2 separate regions of the Columba livia genome follow, and region 2 is linked to region 1. The links are chromatin contacts, called in public Hi-C maps. All regions are on one chromosome and are shown on one strand. The core of a region is the stretch at or near the end of the contact, and the rest is flanking DNA. Distances in the headings are between cores, read along the strand shown. Region 1 overlaps GALNT2 (polypeptide N-acetylgalactosaminyltransferase 2). Region 2 overlaps URB2 (URB2 ribosome biogenesis homolog).

Region 1 (6,617 bases), core at 2,059-4,558:
CAAGGCCAGGCTGGACAGGGCTCTGAGCAACCTGATCTACATGAAAATCTCTCTGCTCATCATAGGGTGTTGGACTAGATGACCTTTGAAAGTCCCTTCCAACCCAAATTATTCTGTGATTCTATGATTTGGTTACCATGTCTCCATACTTAGTGTGCTTCATAGAGCAAACTTTGCCTTGCGGGGCAAGCATATGCTCAATGCATGTGCATATTTCAGTGACTTGAAATACTCAGGGGTTTTTACAAGTTCAAGAACTGGACCTAAAACACACTACTTAGAATGTCTGAGATGCATCTCTACCCCAAAATACTAAGTGACAGAATGGAAGTCTTGAGAAGTCACAGTTCTGCTTTTCCCAAATATTTTTTTTGTTCTAATACAAGTATACTGGAGAAAAAACTTTGTACAATACTATAATGCAAAGAGACAAACCTACTGAAGCCAGAACTAACCACCAGGTCAAAGAAGAAATGGCTAAAGCACAAGTTCTCTCAGTTGCTCCTCCTCCTTCTCTAAATCCCACTCAAACATCTGAAAATAAGGAACTAGAAAAAAAAAAAGCCTTCTCAACCATAATTATCTCATAGTGCTAAATAAGGGTTTAAAATTTAAAAAATCACTAAGTTTAGATGCCAGGCAGTATTGCAGTATTGTATTATTAATGTTAAGAAGCAGATTATTCTTCAGTCAGCTAAGTATTAATTGATTTCTTAAGACGCATGTAAGAACATTAAACTCGAACTCCTGTGTTCCACTTTTCAAGATTAAATTTCAGCAACATCTTAAAACATACCTTAAATTGGCAGCATTTAAACATTATTTTATTTTAACCGATAACTTTAGATGAGGATGTGACTTTCAAACAAAATAGCATGTTTGAAACAATTTCCTGTCTACATCCTGTATTTTTTTATCACCCAACTTCCATTATGAAAAAGTTCACTATTTAATGAACAAATACTTTTATTCTCCCATATTTAGCACATAAATCCTACCTTGCTTTAATTCTTTCATTGAAATAAATCATCTGGATTTTGTTAATAATGCATGTGAAGTTTCAACTCTAGTTTTAACCCTCTTTATGTCACAGAATCATGGTCTTCCTGATTTTGTGTAATGATGAAACCTGCATTCTTTCAAGACTGATCCAAAAGTAAATAATATACATACCTAAGTTTTCTCCACCCCAAACATCCATCATCATGTCATACTTCCCTAGTTCTTCAAAATAGGATTTGTCCATCACAAATAATCCACCAGCTATCATGGGTGTCCTAAACAGACAAGAAAAATTAAATACTTCCAGAACCATAAACTGTGAGGTTATTATTTGCATCTCAAGGTTAATATCTCTCTGAAAAAAATGCAATACTTCCAAATGCAACTAATTTTGCATCTATCACTTTAAATGTTGTGTGCACACACTTTCTATGGCACATATACCCTGTTTCCCCAAAAATAAGACCTACCCTGAAAATAAGCCCTAGCATGATTTCTCAGGATTTTTGAGGATGCTTGAAATATAAACCCTACTCCAAAAAGAAGCTCTAGTTACAGTTCACAAAAAAAGTCAATTTAAATAGTGTCCAGGCAGCTATACACGTAAAAAGTAACATCTTTGGAGCGAAAACTAATATAAGACCCTATCTTATTTTCAGGGAAACGGGGTAACACTACAACCACCTTCTGAGGTAGCTTCCAAAGCCCCATTTGGCTCACATGCTCTTTATGTAAAGGGTCACAATTTGTACCAGTAATAAAAACATTAAAACTGATGCTGTAGTTTTAGCCCTCAAAAGGTACCAACTTAACAAAAAGCAGATTGTGGTTCATTTAAAGGGTAAATAATCTACCAGCATGCTTTAAAGTATTTCTTAAAATACAACTTATTTCTGAGAGTCTCATAATGCTACACAATAATGAAGTTTCAATATTAATGAAAGATAGAGTAAAGATCCCTTTCAGAGTCAGAGAATATGATTGCTAGCTTTGTTTAGTTGCAAACTACAATCTAATAGAGGGAGAAGCGGTGGTATACAGACATACTTTATGGGAGCAACTGGATTTCCTTGCCGTGCTCTTCTTTGCTCTGGTGTCATGTAATCCCACTTGAACACCAGGTTCCAATCAAAGCCTTCAAGAAGAAAAAGATTAGAGAAGGACGTTAAAAAGACTCTGGTCATCATTCAACTTGTAGTAACATAATGTTCACTGAAAACACCGGGAACTGTAATTTAAATGAAAAATTTTAAATGTGTACAAACTTCTGTGTAGAAAACAAACAAGTAGGAGTCCAGATAAATGGCAAATAAGTTGACAGGACAATAAAAAGTAATATCTAATACAAAATAGCTTTGATCTCTCTTGCTGCCATCTACTACACATAGTAAGAAACCCAATCAGCAAGTGACAAAGCAAAAGCCTCATATTAATCCAATGTCTCATTTCATCAAATAGAACACCATATGATGATCTTCCAACCATTACAAATGCTCCCAAAAGTCTTTTACTGTACAATTGCATTTCAACTTGATGACATATGTTTACACAGGCTTTATGCAGCAGTTAGTATTCCTTTATCAGCAGGAGCTCTCTATGGTGAAGGTCACAACAGGTTATGTAGCTCCCACTTATTAACATTCATTTATCTTCCTGCTTTCCCACTACACACTTCTAAGTGCACCTTTATTTAAATCTGAGACAAGCGCTACAGAGCCAAAATCTTACTTCCTTTATGTAAGTACCTATGTGTGTGTACACGCAGCAACAGCTGGTCTGGTCCTTCAGTGAGTTAAGCACAGCAGCACATAGCAGCCACTAGAATAATGACCAATAGGTCACCTACAGCAATATTCTATCCAACAAGCATTTGAATCACCACCTTTAGGCAACGATGCACAGCTGGTGTAAGACAAACTTCCTATAGGAAACACTTTCATAACCCCTTTTAAGATGGGTTATGCCCAGGAGCATGAACATCTATTAAAAAGCTACACAAGGTCCGTCTCCCTCTTCCAGTACACCTAGCAAACCAGCCTCATACAGACTGCCTGCTGCCAGACATTTATATCCTATGAGGTCATGTAATGAATGATTTCCAGATTTCTGGTGCACAGATGTCAATAGTTTTCTTTCTCCAGCATAAAGATAAAGCAATTACCTTGTGGGGAAGTGGGGGAAAAGTGAAGGTAGCCAGACAACAAGTACAGTCCTACAAACTGTCTGTATTCGTAAACGTGCATACTAATGATTGATGTGGAGAGTTGAAAACTAAACAGTTTTCATTTTATCTCACAAGACATTTATCACGCACAATACAGAAATTACCCTGAACAGTCTTTACAGCATGCATGTCAACTCTGTCTCTCCACAGTTAAGTATTTCATGAAGTGTTGCACTGTAAAAATGAAAGACTGTCTAACTACTCCAAAACTCCAAGTAGCAAAACCGTAAAATGACTACAATCGATAGTACCATAAAGCCTCCAGCATGAAAAGTAAAATGAGCTCCACTATTTCCATGCAGTTAAAAAGTCGCATTTCATCATACATACCCAGCAAAATTACTTGCATCTGGGGGAACTTGAAAAAAAACTACCGCTCTCTGGCAGAAGCAGTACAGATAGAGTTACGTATACTCTAGTGAACACAAGGGGTCTCTTCTGGAACACAGCACTCTGTTACAAACTCTGAACATGTGTATAAATTGTCTACCCATAAAAACTGTCTCCATTTTCACTGACTCTGGGAAAAATCTGTACTCAATCAGATAATATCAGTAATTCTGTAAAAGGAGTTTTTCTAAACACAAGTGCATATCCACTATGAAATTCTATCCAGTGTAAACTGCATCATAGGCATACTCTAAATTATTAGATCTCAGTTAACTACAGTTTATTCCAGAAATTGAAGTGTTTCTCAGGGCAGCATAAACACTTTTGCAAATCCCCCCTCAACAAAAAATTTGTAACATGAAGTGCATGGATTTAGTATTGGCTAGACATGGGGAATTTTTTTTAGCCCTGTCTCCTTTAAAACCTTCGTAGCATTTGCTAGGTTGCTTGTCTTGGGTGATTAAGTCCTTTCAAAACAGACCAGGCACAAATGCTGTCCCAGCTGTCTCAACCCTCCATGCTTCAGATACTCTATCTCAGGTTGAAAGCATAGCTTGGTTTTCCATGTTTAGACTTGGCCCAGCGAAAGTGTCCCATGACATCAAACATGGTAGTGCCTGTAACATGGTAATCTGTCCTTTGGGAACTGAAAAGAAATATATTATTCATGTTTCAAGAGACACCCAAATGGCCTTAAACACTGGTATGTGCAAAATTTCTATTGTTAATATTAAAAAAAAAAAAAACAAAAAACCCAAAAAACCAGCTTCTCACTCCTCAATCCAGAAGTACAGAGGTTCCATGCACTTAAAAAATTAAAACATCTATTTCTGTTGCATACAAGGGGAGAAAATGAGCACTAAAAATTAAAAAAAAAAGAAAAAAAAAAGGAGAAAAGGGAAACATACTTCCAAAGATAAAGCAGTAACAAGTGAAACGATCTCTCAATCTTCTTTCACTTCACTTGGGAAGAATTAAAGTGTGCGAACCTTGCAGGAACCAAGCAAAGGTTTCAGTGAAAGAACTCCTCCTCCTACTGCAGGCAACAATAAAAGCCACATAATGGTATAGAGATTTCCATGCTTGAGGCATAATGAATAGATTGGGTAAAAGCCTTAAGGTTTTAAAAAAGCTGGCACTCAGATAATAGCACAGACCTATACATTAGCATACTGTGAATATATGCACTGTAGGTGTTACTTCAGGATGTTAATTAAAAGGACATAGAACCTCTCACCTCCACATCACTGACTGGAAATTGCACCCTATGTGACATTATGCAAATATTGCTTTTATTGTAGTTTACTGGAACAACACCTGGAAGCCAGTTAGAGACTAGTAACTGACAGAATAGGCTTGGAATTAGTTTTTCCTTCCACGCTCAAGAAAGCCCATTCAGAAAAAGCTGAAACACTGCAGAAACAGCACTGCATAATTTCTGTATTGTGGCTCATTTTATATCTTTGTGCAGACAGTTCAGTCAAAAAAAGGGAGGGGGGGAAGAAGAACAGCTATTTTAAATACTAGATTCTTGCTTACAGTGAAAAAAGGGGAGGATTTTTCTTGGGGGCAGAGAGAGTTTCACAAGTCTTTTTAATATTTGCTCTCAACGGTTTACACTAGCTAGACACAGTGAAACTAATATATCTAAATTCAATTTAACAGGAAATTTTGTAACTGTAAAGGTATAAACACCACAAATTTCAAGGTCACATGATACTCTCTTCACAATTACAGATCATGGCTAACAAACATTTATTTTTAAAACACATTCCAAAGCTTTCTGCTTATTCAGAAGATTTTAATTTTTTTAAGCAAACCAGCATCTTGAAAAAGCTCATAGGCACTACATTGCTGATGGGCTTTTAAGCTAGGGAGCAATTAAAGCCTGTCTTATCTAAAAAGAGAATCATAAACCCTGGCCATAAGCTGCTTCTGACATGTACACAGTCCTACAAACATTGGAGTGAGCACTGCACATAGGTAAAAGGCAGCACAAACTTATAAGAATTAGAATAATCAAGAGGACCTGTTTTAAAGCAAAAGACAATAAGGCCAATTAAAATCCAACCCTAGAAACAACTGACCTACAGAACTTAAACCATGAGCAGGAAGAACCATATGTTAACTGCCCATTCCACAACTGCAGTGATTATGAGCTTTGATTCTTGATGCTTTTTTTTTTTTAATTTGTATTCCAGTACAGGTACATACCGCCTTTTAAATCAGCTGACGCCCCCACGTACTGGAAGTTGTCCATATTAATTACATCAATAATAGGAGACACAACTCTGGTCTTGTCCTAAAATAAATATTAGAAAGTAATATTGAAATAATGAAATCAATATATAAAGATGCAGGTAGGATGAGATATTGATCAGTTCAGCATGATTTCATGAGCACATCTCCCACAGCTCTCCCCTTACTTCAGCTGATGGCTCTGAAGAGCCAGTGCTGTGAACAGCATCGCTCAGCCCTGCTGCAGAAAGCAGAAACCACACAATGTGGCTTTGAATCCTCTTTCTGATCCAGTCTACTCAGAGTAATCACCCTCTTCTGACTTGCTCTTGAAGAAGGCAGCAAACTTGTAGTTTTAAAGGCAGCCAAGCAAACAGTGCTTCCATTCTTACTTTTAAAACCAGCTCAAAGAAAAGCAGCATCCAGGCAAGTCATATTTTCCACAGCAAATCTCTAGCCATGCGGTCTACTATGGTCTTACTGTTATTTCAACCTTTAAGGAACACTTAGGCCTTCCTGCAGTCAGAAAAGTCTTAGGTTAATGCTACCCCATTTCACACTAGAAGAATCACACTTCACAAGCAGATACTTAGATAGGAAAGAGAACCTAAAAAAAACCCTCAAACTGCTGAATGCTCTTAATCTCCAGCAGCCAAAATTCCAGCAGTACAGACACCACATTCCTCTGACCAACCATGGTCTCGTATACTGTTCTGAGTGAGGTTAATTACCTTGGCTGATGTTTTTTGTCAAAATAGTTTAA
Region 2 (6,617 bases), core at 2,362-4,861, 170 kb after region 1:
TCAGGTTCTTGTTAGCCCACTCTTACAGCCTATCCAGCTCTTCCTGCAGGGTGGCTCCCTCTTCCAGAGTGTCCACTTCCCTGCTCAGTTTGGTGTTACTGGCAAACTATTATCACTGTAGGTGTCTAATGGTTCAGTAATAATGATATAGGAATCTCTCAAAGTACTCCTTTATTCATGCTATTATGTTTTAGCCCATACAGGAAGATCTGGAAGGAGCCTTCTGCTATCCAGCAGTCCCAGGCACACATCAAGAAGCAAAAATATAGGAAGTTACTGATCCATTTCCAACTCAAAGGAACGTACTCAGTATGTTCTCTCCTCCCAGCAGATAAGAACAGGAAAAATAACTTCTTTCTAAACTAGTAAAACAATTTCTACCAACTTGCACCATCATCTTTTCTGGCATTTCTATCAACAACAGCAAGATAAATCAAGCATCAAGCCCCACCTCCAGACAGGTAGAAAAATCAGCTGATTTTCACAGATGCTACACAAAACCAAGAGATAAATTAAACCAACATGATCTTTGCCAGTAATGACTGTACATCTTGTTCATCTCTTAATTTATATTTGAGTCAGTTTCGGCACAGCAGACCAGGCACTGCCTGGGCATGAATAACAAACACCACACCCAGAGTCACAGGCTGAGCCTGTGGCACAGCCAGCAGGACCCTGATGTCCCAGCCAGTAGGAACCTGATGTCCCAGCTGGCAGGACCCCGAGATCCCAGCCAACAGGATCCAGACATCCTAGCCAGCAGGACCCCGATGTCCCAGCCTGAGAGCTCTGCCTACGGGAGGTATTTCTATTATCGCAGCAGCAGCAAAAGCCCTCAGAAGAGATGGGCTGCGTCAATACTTGGAAACTGGACAAGTTTACCTGGTGCAGAAGCCTGTAAGGACTGTGCTTTTAGGGTCACTTGCACAAAGCTAACACTCAAGTGAAACAAAGGTCCCAATCCTGTCCTTTAGCCCTGAGATGGTGCTTCATCCGAACCATTTACCTTCCCAGTGCTCAGAGCTCGTCAACTAACCCGGCCTAGGAGAAGTTACTCCAAATCTGTGCTTTCAGAGGGTGCTCCTGTACGCTTGCAGGATGGCTCCATCGTGTGACAAAAGAAGAACACTGCACCCACAGGGGAATGGGCTCAATAACAAAGCCTGCTTTCTCAGCAGGTGGTCCTCTGCCAGTGACTTAATTTATTCTAGCTAACACCCAGAGCAGTTCTTGGACAAAGACATAGGATTAGCAAGTGAAATACAGCCTTCTTTTTAACCCCTTTGTACCTCCTACACAGAAATGCTGCTTTGTGTTTCAGAACTCCACTGCTTAGCCTGGAGTACGGATGTGGGATAAGTGACAGTTACACAGTGTATTTAAAATAAAGATTTGTGGCAGGGTTTCAATGTTTCATTCATGCAAGCACTGTGTCCTTTTTAATAGTAGGAGTTCGTTAGCTCCCTCACCCCTGTCCACGTCAGTTACACATTTTCACTTCCAAGCCAAGAAGTTAACATTTTTTTACAGTTACTATTAATTAAAGAAACTGGGTATTAACTCAAGTAGTTTACTTCCTTTAAAGCCATGAGTAAGATGTTATTTACTGTGTGGTCTACACTCAGCTTTTGAGCTATGTGTGTGGCTTGCAACCATCTGGCTACATCAGAGGAGCCTTGACAATTACATGCCAGAGATGCTACCTCACTTTCCTCCCCTGCTCCAAACCTAGCTCTCCTTTTTTCACTGTTCTTTCCAGATGCTCTCCCAACACTCATAACCTTCCCTCATTTCACTAGTGTATTAACTGGGAGGAAGAGAGGCAGGTGCTGATCTCTTCTCTTTAGTGACCAATGACAGAAGCCAAGGGAATGGCAGGAAGGTATGCCAAGGAGGTTTAGGTTGGACATTAGGAAAAGGTTCTTCCCCCAGAGGGTGGTGGAGCACTGGAACAGGCCCAAGTCTGGCAGTGTTCAAGAAGACCGGACAATGCCCTCAGACACATAGTGTGAGCTGTGGGGTTGTCATATGCAGGGATAGGAGTCGGACTCGATGATCATTGTGGGTCCATTCCAGCTCAGGACGTTCTGTGATTCTATGGTTCTGTCTTCAGCCTGGAGACCTCCCCACCTTGGTGCCCATTTGGCTGCACCCAGCTCATACACATTTCCCTTCTGGGACCAACCAGGCACTTCAGTGCCACACAGCCTGCTGGGGCAGCAGTAATTGCCCTTCACAACACTGGCCCACATCAGCTTTTCACCTTTGAAATAAAATACAGAAATGGTAGTGGTGTACAGCATCCACCTTAGATGAAGTTAGCTTGCTTCGTTAGCAGCCCATATGATGCTGTGCTTTGCATTTATGGCTAGAACAGTGTTGATAACATACCACTGCTGTGGCTGCTTCAGAACAGGGCTTGCTCAGTATTAAAGCTTTCTCTCCATGCTTCTTGTTCAGGACATGAGGAAGATCATCTCCAATCCAAAGGATGAAGTTTAGCCAGCACAGGAGGCTCCATAAGGCAAAGATGAAGTGCCTTGTCAGGATCACAGCCAGTGGGGCAGTGCAGGAGGAGGAGGAAGGGCTTCATGTCAGACAGCAGCTGCCCTGCCCTGCCCTGCCTGCCCTGTGGTCCAGCTCCACCTGCCTTGGCTCCCCCACAACCCCGCTCACCTCCTGTGTCTGTGCCACGTGTGGTCTCCCACCACAGCCAAACTTCATCCTTTGGACCTTGCTCTGAGGCAGAAGGGCCTAGTAAAAGCAGTAAGCCATATTCCAGTCTTCCTCTGCCCTGTCTGTAGATTAAAGCAGATAATCATGCGAGAGTATTGAGTTCTTACTAACTGCATGCACATGCGAAGACTGTTTTACCACTTAAGTAAAAGTTTGGATCTTTAGCCTCTAACATTTCAACAAAATAAACTTCTGTAGTCTAAGCTAATGAAAGGCAGCTATTTCATAAAGCTTCTTACACGCTCAAATGTGATTAATTTACCACAGCTTATTAAATTACTGTCAGCTGAGCTGCAGTAAATCCGGGGCTTGCTCTTGACCTAGAGTGAATGCAAAGCACCAAAGCTTGGCTTAGACCAAAGAGGCCTCAGATAGGTCTTGGTACTTAGCATTTGTCACAAGATAAAAACGTACACCAAGAGTGAGCGCAGCTCAGATGACCACGTGTAATTGCTTAATGACAGTAAATCGACCAGAGCTCTAAGCAGTCAGTCTTTTTGATTATCATGAGATCACAGGGTAATTAAGTTGGAAAGGAAATTCAATAGGTCAGACCAGGTTGCCCAGGGCTGGATTAAAGAGCAAAACTAACCAAGCAAAGATATACAAACTTTCAAATTTTTTACTGTATTTCCACAGTTTTGCACAGTAGCCTACACACAGCGGTGTAACATTCACGAGTTTCTACAGTAACAAAACATAAAATAACAGGGCATAAAAATAAGCACTTTAACTGCTTTAATTCTGCTTACCATGTAAGCGAGGAGTTCTAACCCTCACTGGCTTTTACACCAGACTATTGCTTCCACAGAAAAGCACTGTGATGTGCCAAAGCCTGACATCTGCTGCCAGACTGCAGCTTGCTCCCCAGGGCTCCCAGAGCACTCACCAGGGCCAGCACAGGTGCAGCAGTTCTGCTGTGTGTGGCACGCAGCAGGACCAGAGCTAATAGCACACCCTCCCTCCCCGCTCCCCTTTTCCCTTTACGAAGCCTGGCTGTACAGAGACAGATGCAATTCATGTTTACAGGACCCTCTTCAGATTTGACCTTACTCGTTGTCCCAAACCAAAGTTACTGAGGATTTTCTGAGCACTGTATGATCAATTAATAACTGAGTATGCAGCACCAGGCAGGATTCATCATGCAGTATACTTTTCCTCCCCCTGTTTTTTTGCTTTGTGGTAGTGGTTGTAATCACTATACAGATCCTTAAAGACCTCCCTTACACCTGCTGGTAGTGATGCATTTAAGAACTTGATGTCTCGTTCAATGCAAAGGTCAAGGATGTGATATATCCCTTCTGTGAGATGTTTCTTCACAGCCGGGTGCAAAGTCACCTACGAGAAGAACAGAATTGCATGAAACTTGAAGACAAAAAGGCAAAAAACCACCCCTTCCACAGTCAATATACATTAAATGCTGACAACATGTTATCCATTGCATCAGACCATCTGGAACAGTCCATTAGATAAAATCTGAGATTTTGACTTGTGCAGTATTTTCCTGATTTCTGCAAACATGTTTTGCAGAACAAGCATTCCCCTGGCAATGAAATGCACAGGAGTGCTACTGTACACATTGCTGAGGAGGCAAAGACACTGATGATCTTGAAATCACATGAAAATTCATCAGCAGAACAACTGTAATTAAAAAACTATAAAATTTATTTTTTATAACCTGCTCTGGATTACACATTCCAGTAGATTCTGTATGTGTCATACTAGCTGTATGCTACTAAGTCTCAGTTTCAAATGAGTGCTTCCTTTAGGCTACTCCATAAGCTACTTTGGGTAGTCAATCCATTTTAACTTATCATTTAATAACTTGATATTAATCTAACAGTTTATATCTGAGGACTTCAATGTATAAGCCTGCATAAAATAAGCCTTCAAAGAACTCAGGAGATGTGCGTTTCCTTTATCTGTTTTAACATCAGAAATCAGGTCCCTTGCCTGAAGACAGGCAGGAAGTTGAAGGAATACACCAAGTGACTGAGGACTCAGTGCCCTGCTCCTGCCATTACCCCTGCTCAACCCCTCAACTGGCAGAACAACCGCTACAACCAGGAACATCAGTGCTGACTCTATTGCTCCAGGATAACTGGAATTTGTCCTGTGCTCACAATCACTTGCTAAATACTTCACTGCCTGAGGTGGTGCTGGCCTTTGGCATAATCACATTATTTTTCTGCACAACCATGTCTTTGCTGAATCCCATGATTAGCTTTATGCCTCCAGACCTGAGCATCTGCACCCCAGGCCTAATGAAAATTACATTAAAAGCTGTCATTAAAATTCAGACTTCTTTCTTCCTGAGGCAACTAATAAACTTTTCACTAATGAAGTGAACTCCTAATCACTCTGACAGGCTCCTGCTCTCCTTCTGCCCCAAACATAAAACAGCTAGTATGTTTTATTAGACCTGCTAACATAGCCAGGAAAAACATAGAGCAGGCATTAAGACACGTAAGCCTTTCTTTAGGTTCGTGACCCCAATGAGTTTGCACGTCCAGAAGTTTGACATTTTTCCCCTCTACATCAGTTGCTCTATTGGCTGGTTTACAACAGATGTTATTTCTCCCCAGGCCATGCACTAAAGTAACAAAACAGTTGAGCATCACAACTCCCCGTGAATGCTTTGGGCCAGCCTCTCCCTTCCCAGGGCAGAGAAATCACTGCAGAGAATGAGCACAGGAAAACACACAAATATTGACAAGATGGACCAGCTGTCTCACTTGGGATAAGGAGATACCGCAGAGCTGCAGTTAATGGAACTGCACCCCTCACATCACAAATTAATCTGGACTCATGCCCTATCTGGGCCATTCCTGCTTTGTAGTGCAGTTACCCATAAACACCCTCCAATAACACTGTGGGAAGCAGAACCAAAGATTTAAACAGCTGCCACTACCGGCTGCCAGTTAATTATGCTTGTAAGTGTTTTATGGTGTACATAGTTAGCACAACCAATTTGTCAAGCGTTACAGAGCTCTTGATGTGAGACATCAAATGTGTGAAGAGATATTTCACTATTGCTGAGTTAAGCAACAGCTCATAGGCAACAAGGGAAAAGCACTGTCAACAGTATGAAAGAGGCTATAGATGCCACCCACTCCAGCAAGGAACCGTTCTAGATTAACACAAAATATTTCACAAGGATATCTTATTTCCTGGTATAAAGAGGAAGCACTGAGGGAACTGTTACACTGCTACTTTACGAGTAAGTGGACGTTTAGGCCCATGGCTTTCACCAGTTTTAGTCTGCAGACACTTAAAAGGGTTCCAGCAAGTGTGCAGATGCCCCTATAAAGATTTAAATCTACCAACATGTTTTCCACAGTTACCTTTGATGGAGCCCCATGGTCTTCAGATCACAGGCTGAAAGCCACTGATCTGGACTCAGAAGAATGACTAAAGGAGTGTATGTGAAAGATGTGTGATTCCCTAAGACAGGCGTGCTGAGGCCTCCCCTTCCTCCCTTATCCATCAATTCTCACCAGCCTAATGAGCAAATCATCGCTCACTTGTGCTCTATCTATTCTGTCAGACAGAAAACACCCTTTGTCACAGCACCTGGTGGCTCACTACACCCATTCCCCTTTCCACACCCAAAGGTTCCATGCATACACTGCTGATCTGTGGTTTCAGCTGTCATCCATCACCTTCCATTTCCCAGTGATCAGTATTGCACAAAACTCTCCTAGAAGTCTCATGAGACTTTGTACACTGCTGACACTAAGTGTCTTTTTAACTTGGAAAGGTTATTTGACAGTTCAAGTCAGGTTTTCTGAGTAAAGGCTCTGCATTCAGTAACAAACAGATTTCAGAGTTCAGAGATAGTCAATTAGAGCACAAGTAATCTTAATAGTTATTTGTTTCTA

Evidence for each region. Hi-C and Micro-C count contacts between places; a contact is called where the count stands out from the background.
Region 2: a Hi-C map of liver shows a contact between it and region 1, with 3 times the contacts expected there. The contact joins two enhancer-like sites. A contact is called at or near these places in 2 of 2 Hi-C or Micro-C datasets (crop and liver).

The regions. Positions count from the first base shown.
Region 1 is chr3:76,623,458-76,630,074 of bColLiv1.pat.W.v2, forward strand. GALNT2 (polypeptide N-acetylgalactosaminyltransferase 2) reads right to left here. Exons shown (of 16, transcript XM_065057735.1): 8 at 5,831-5,918; 9 at 2,050-2,137; 10 at 1,174-1,277. Among named protein-coding and RNA genes, the nearest start is that of GALNT2, 75 kb to the right of the region's middle. Within about 2 kb of position 3,309, at least 2 of the 3 cell types and tissues checked have an H3K27ac peak away from gene starts, as active enhancers do.
Region 2 is chr3:76,796,205-76,802,821 of bColLiv1.pat.W.v2, forward strand. URB2 (URB2 ribosome biogenesis homolog) reads right to left here. Exons shown (of 9, transcript XM_005508634.3): 9 at 3,341-4,074. The coding sequence ends at 3,877. Among named protein-coding and RNA genes, the nearest start is that of URB2, 19 kb to the right of the region's middle. Within about 2 kb of position 3,612, at least 1 of the 3 cell types and tissues checked has an H3K27ac peak away from gene starts, as active enhancers do.